Linked DNA regions of Sus scrofa: region 2 is linked to region 1. A link is a contact called in public Hi-C data. All regions are on one chromosome and are shown on one strand. Each heading gives the region's core, a stretch centred on a gene start, on an enhancer-like site or on the middle of the called end of the contact. The rest is flanking DNA. Distances are from core to core; before and after follow the strand shown. Region 1 overlaps TAF8 (transcription initiation factor TFIID subunit 8). Region 2 overlaps TRERF1 (transcriptional-regulating factor 1).

Region 1 (2,700 bases), core at 120-2,619:
ATGAAAGACCTACAGCCTATGCCACAGCCACAGCACAACCAGATCCAAGCCACATCTGGGACCTACACCACAGCTACCCGGCAATACTGAATCCTTAAACCCAAGGCTCAAGGCCAGGGATCTAACCTGCATTCTCCCAGATCTAGTCGGTTTCTTAACGCACTGAGCTACAGCGGGAACTCCACCTCCTAAAATCTGGCCTGTCCTTCCAGCCTCCATATCCTCCCTCCAGATAAGATGGATCCTTCCCCTCTTCATTCACGCATTCAACAAATATGTGTTGAACGATCATGTACCCGCGCCAAGTCCAACACTGGGATGTGATAGATATAACTAAGCTGCTATGTTCTCTGACCTTATGGTCTCACTGGGGCCAGACAGCTCACAAACATCTTGTCAGAGGGTGAATCGGGGTCTCGAGAGAAAAGCCACAGTGTTCTCAGGTTGGGTAACTTGAGGAAGGGTTAATGAAGAGATTGCCTCCAAAGGTGTGGAGGAACACAGCACAGGTAGCTGGACCTGGTGGGTAACAGGCAGCGGAGGAAGCAGTTACCAGAATCTGGAGCAAGGCCAATGTCAGACCCTTCTGCCAGGACCTGTGGCCAGGGGTCGCCGAGGGGTCAGTGGGTGGATCTGGAGGGGCAGGTGGAAGGGGCTGGGGGGGTGCTGTGGTTTTTTTTGTTTTGGTTTGGGCTTCCCCTCTTCCCCACAGCACATGGAGTTCCCAGGCCAGGGATCAGATCTGAGATGTAGTTGCAACCTAAGCCGCAGCTGTGGCATCACCAGTTCCTTAACCCACAGTGCTGGGCCGGGGAATCGAACCTGGGTCCCAGCGCTCCCAAGACACGACCAATCCCGTTGCACCACAGCAGGAACTCCCCAAGGGGTGCTGTTTTAGAAAGGGTGGGAAAGGAGAGCTCTCTGAGCAGGACCCCATATGTGTTGACAGGGCCAGCTGCATGGAAAAGCATTCCAGAGAGAGGGAAGAGCAAGCACGCAAGCTCTGAGTCAGAGGGGGTGCTGCTCAGTGGAGGGGGTGAGGGAGGGGCCAGGGAGGAGCCTCCTGGGCTAATCAGGGCTTTAGGTGCAAGTCAGAGTGAGTTGAGCAGGGAGGGCTGACAGCAGCCCATGACTTAGCTCGTCAGAGGTTGTTCTGGCTGGAAGGCACTCTGGCTGGAGAAGCCTGAGAGACACCATTTCTCAGTGGTTATCTTCACGTGGTCTGGCATTTAGCCAACATGCTGACTGGGGTGGGGAGGGGGGGAGTCCTGGCCCCAGGAGAACCACCAAGGCCAAGAGTGACTACTCCCTGCAGACTGAGCCCCGAACCAAGCAGAGAAGGAGGAAACACAAACTCACAGGGAACTCCCTTCCCCCAGGGCACTGGCAGTGTAGTCAAGGAGACAAGTCAACACACGAGCCTCTTTCAACACCACCCACCAAGTCACAGGGACCACGGCCACTGGAGATTAGATTTGAGGACTCCATGAATGCTGTGCTGAGATCTGAATGGGGTGGGCTGGCAAGTGAAGCTTCTGGAAGAAGTAAGGACAGGGGGACTCAGGTGGCCTACTGCTTTGGTGTCAGCAGTAACAAGCCTTCTGGCTTGTAAAGCTTGCAGAGCTGGTCTTGGCCCTCAGGCTGTCCCCATGTTGGGCAGGTCGGGCTCTGGATCAGATCTGCCGGATCTGTACCAGGATTATCACAAGAAAGGGGTCATTTGAATGGGGTGGGGTTGGAAGGGGCCCTGCCCCAGCTCCTTTACGCAGCTGAGTTGCTGATGATCTGAAAGGCTTTTTTTTCCCCTCCCTGGCTGCCCCCACACCATATGGAGTTCCTGGGCCAAGGATTAGATCCGAGCCACAGTTTCCACATTGCCAGATCCTTTAACCCACTATGCTGGGCCAGATATCGAACCTGTGTCCTGGTGCTGCACAGATGCCGCCAATCCTATGGTGCCACAATGGGAACTCCCGGAGAGGCTTTTATTTATTTATTTATATTTCTTTTTAGGGCTGCACCTGAAGCATATGGAAGTCCCCAGGCTAGGGGTCGAATCAGAGGTGGAGCTGCTGGCCTACGTCACAGCCACGGCAAAGCCAGATCCAAGCCACATCTGTGACCTATAGCACAGCTGATGGCAACACCGGATCCTTAACCACTGAGTGAGGCCTGGGATCAAACCTGCATCCTCATGGATACTAGTCAGGTTCATTACCACCGAGCGACAACAAGAACTCCCTCCAAGAGGCTTTGGAATAAAAGGGTCAGATCCTCAGAGGCTCTTACAAGTGTTTGTGTGGGTAACCTGAGCCTGGTCAGCTATTTTGCCTCCACAAAATAGCCATGGTGCCCTGAATTCTAACTCTTTCTTTTGGATTCTTTTTTTTTGTCTTTTTAGTGCGGTACCCATGGCATATGGAGGTTCCCAGACTAGGGGTTGAATTGGAGCTGTAGCCACTGGCCTACACCACAGCCACAGCAATGCAGGATTCAAGCCACATCTGTGACCTAACCACAGCTCACAGCCATGCCAGATCCTTAACCCACTGAACGAGGCCAGGGATCGAACCTGCGTCCTCGTGGATACTAGTTAGATTCGTTTCCACTGAGCCACAACAGGAACTCCTCTTTTGGATTCTGTTATGCATTCACTTATGAATTTTCTTCAGCCACTGAGAGGGGGTCTATTGTTCTTCT
Region 2 (2,700 bases), core at 31-2,530, 130 kb after region 1:
TCCTCCCCAAACAAGGAATCAACAGCCCCCGAAATGTCAGTTCCGAGGCTGAGAAACCCGGGGATGAGGAGCCTGCTGACCATGGTCATTGGGCCCAATCCAGCCCCCTGCTTCTTCTTTGTAAATACCCCTGCCTCTTCTTTGTAAATAAAGTCCTACCAGAACACAGCCATGTCTATTTGTTTCTGGATCATCTGCGGCTGCTTCTGCATTAAAATAGCAAAATTAAAATAGCTGTGACAGAGACAGACATGCAAAACCTAAAATATTTTGATCTGGACCTTTTTCAGAGAAAGTTTGTCCAGCTGTGAGACTGCCTGCTTTTGGAGAGGGAGGGTGACATAATTCATCATTCCTGAGCTCACAAAGGAGAAAAAAAAAAAACAAAAACCCGTTTCTAAGACCCATGTCTTAGAGTTGATGCGTCACCCCTGGACATAACTGAAAACTGTTAACTGGAATGAACACGATTTCAGCAGCTAAAAGAAGCATTCTGCAAACATCTGCCTAGTGTTATTCCGAGTCTGGAAAACCAGAGAAAGCATTCCTATTTTCCATAAAATCTTAACTGGAGTTATGGGAGAAAAAGGTCCTAAGCAACATAAAAATAAGACAAGAAAAACATTTAATGGAGAGCCTGAGAGCTGGAAATAACCTATGTTTTTCAGTTGTCAAAATGTTCTTTGTTGCCACCTAGTGGAGGAAGGAGTTGTAGCCTATTAGAGGTGAGGGGGTGGAAGGTTTCTTTCCTCCCAGAAGAAACTGGGGAGACTCCAGGCCCCCAGCTCTTCTACCCCAGGGCAAACAGATGGAGTCAGCCTGAGGGAGTTGCATTATTTCTAGGAAATAAGCCTCATGAGCAATCCGGGGGCTCACTTATTTCTCGGTGACATGAAGAGGACATGTGGGTCTGAAGGACGTCAGAGCTCAGAGGAGGGGGCCCACACTTAAGTCAGTCTCCCCATCTCTGTTTCACAGAGGGAAGGAGAGCTGCTAGTTTCAATTCACTGTGGCAGGTGCCACCGACCTAAGGCTAATAAGAGTACCGACCTCTTGGGGCCTGTCAAATTCATCAATACATGAAATATCACCCACAGCAGATGGAGGTTCCCAGGCTAGGGGTCAAGTCAGAGCTGCAGCTGCTGGCCTACACCACAGCCACAGCCATGTGGGATCCGATCCGCGTCTGCGACCTACATCGCAGTTCACAGTGACGCCGGATCCCTGACCCAGAGCGAGGCCAGGGATAGGACCCGCAACCTCAAGAATATTAGTCACATTCGTTTCCGCTGCACCACAACAGGAACTCCCCACGTGATAGCCTTTAAAACCGTGCCAGGCAAATACTGAGGAACTGATAAAAGGCAGCAACTATCAAAACGCCTCAAAAGTGCCTGAACTGTTCCATTAGAATGAATATTATAAACGGAGGTCCAAGGTGGCCGCATTCTTACAGCCAAGAATGTTCTCTTGGTCGAGTTTCAGCAGCTACCCGGGGGTATCTCTCAGGTGAACACTGCACGTTTACGGCACTGGCCATTATGGGAGGAGAAACGGAGCAAAAGGCTCCCAAAGGAAGTCACCGATGACAGCCTCTCTAGGCGGCACACTCACTGAGAAGGAAACTGGAATTCTACACAGGATGCTGTGGGAGGGATCTGTGGGCAACCGACCATCACTGATAAAATAAACAAAGCAAACCAACAGGATGGAACAGTGGTCAGAAGCCCAGGCTCTGTTTCTCAACACACATAGGTTCAAACCTCAGCTCTGCTCTTACTGGGGGTATGACCTGGGGCAAGTCATTTTACCTAATGTTTAATCCTTATTTGTAAAACAAGGATAAAGCAGCATCTGCATCCCATGCAGTTTCTGTGTGTGGATTCTGAGAGGGGCTCATGTGCATAAAGCATGGAATAAAATTAAGTGCTCAGTAAACGTCAGCATGAGGTATTTTTATTACTACCTACTGACAGTTTTCCTCTTTTTGTTGCTTTATATTATACTTAAATGGGCAGAGATGACCAATAGCTTTTATCTCGCAAGTCAACTCTGATCAGTTGGTTGTGCCAGCTTGAAGCATTAGGATTTGATGGCTTGGAAAGGATTTGAGTCTCATCTTAATGTGAGAGCAAAGAGTGTAGCAATTGATTGGTAATGCCTGCCCTGGGTGCAGGAATGAGCAGTATTGCTAAGAAAGCCATTTCTGCCACAGAGAGCTCCTGATTAAGTGCTTTAGAGCCAATCACTCAGCAGGGATGCAAAGACAGCAGCACTAGTGACTATGGTTTGGGTGTGAAGGAAGAAATGGGAGTCAGAGTCCCATCTACCATTTCTGGAAAAGGGTGTCATTGTGTCAGTAGAGATTTGCTCTCTGACGATGTCCATCCTTACGAAGCTTCAGGACATCAGAATAACTGTACTCTGAGTCAAAGGCAAGGTCCACCTACCATGAGGCGATATGTAGACTCCCAAGGATGGTATATGGAAAAATCTGGAGAGTCTTTTTTTTTTTCCCTTGTCTTTTAGGGATGCACTTGCTCCATATGGAAGTTCCCAGGCTAGGGACTGAGTCAGAGCTGCAGCTGCTGACCTACACCACTGCTCACAGCAATGCCGGAATCTTAACCCACTGAGGGAGGCCAGGGATCAACCCGCATCCTCATGGGTACTAGTCGGGTTCTTAAACCACCGAGCCAC

Evidence for each region. Hi-C and Micro-C count contacts between places; a contact is called where the count stands out from the background.
Region 2: a Hi-C map of subcutaneous adipose tissue shows a contact between it and region 1, with 1.8 times the contacts expected there. The contact joins two enhancer-like sites. A contact is called at or near these places in 4 of 47 Hi-C or Micro-C datasets (alveolar macrophages, embryonic fibroblasts, retroperitoneal adipose tissue and 1 more) and 1 of 2 datasets of contacts at active chromatin or transcription factors (skeletal muscle).

What each region holds. Positions count from the first base shown.
Region 1 is chr7:37,206,757-37,209,456 of Sscrofa11.1, forward strand. The region is part of intron 8 of TAF8 (transcription initiation factor TFIID subunit 8); the gene reads left to right. Among named protein-coding and RNA genes, the nearest start is that of TAF8, 26 kb to the left of the region's middle. Within about 2 kb of position 1,370, at least 18 of the 83 cell types and tissues checked have an H3K27ac peak or open chromatin away from gene starts, as enhancers often do. A contact at or near this core is called in alveolar macrophages, retroperitoneal adipose tissue and subcutaneous adipose tissue, where this site is marked.
Region 2 is chr7:37,338,786-37,341,485 of Sscrofa11.1, forward strand. All of the region lies in intron 17 of TRERF1 (transcriptional-regulating factor 1), which reads right to left. Among named protein-coding and RNA genes, the nearest start is that of MRPS10, 11 kb to the left of the region's middle. Within about 2 kb of position 1,281, at least 18 of the 83 cell types and tissues checked have an H3K27ac peak or open chromatin away from gene starts, as enhancers often do. A contact at or near this core is called in alveolar macrophages, retroperitoneal adipose tissue and subcutaneous adipose tissue, where this site is marked.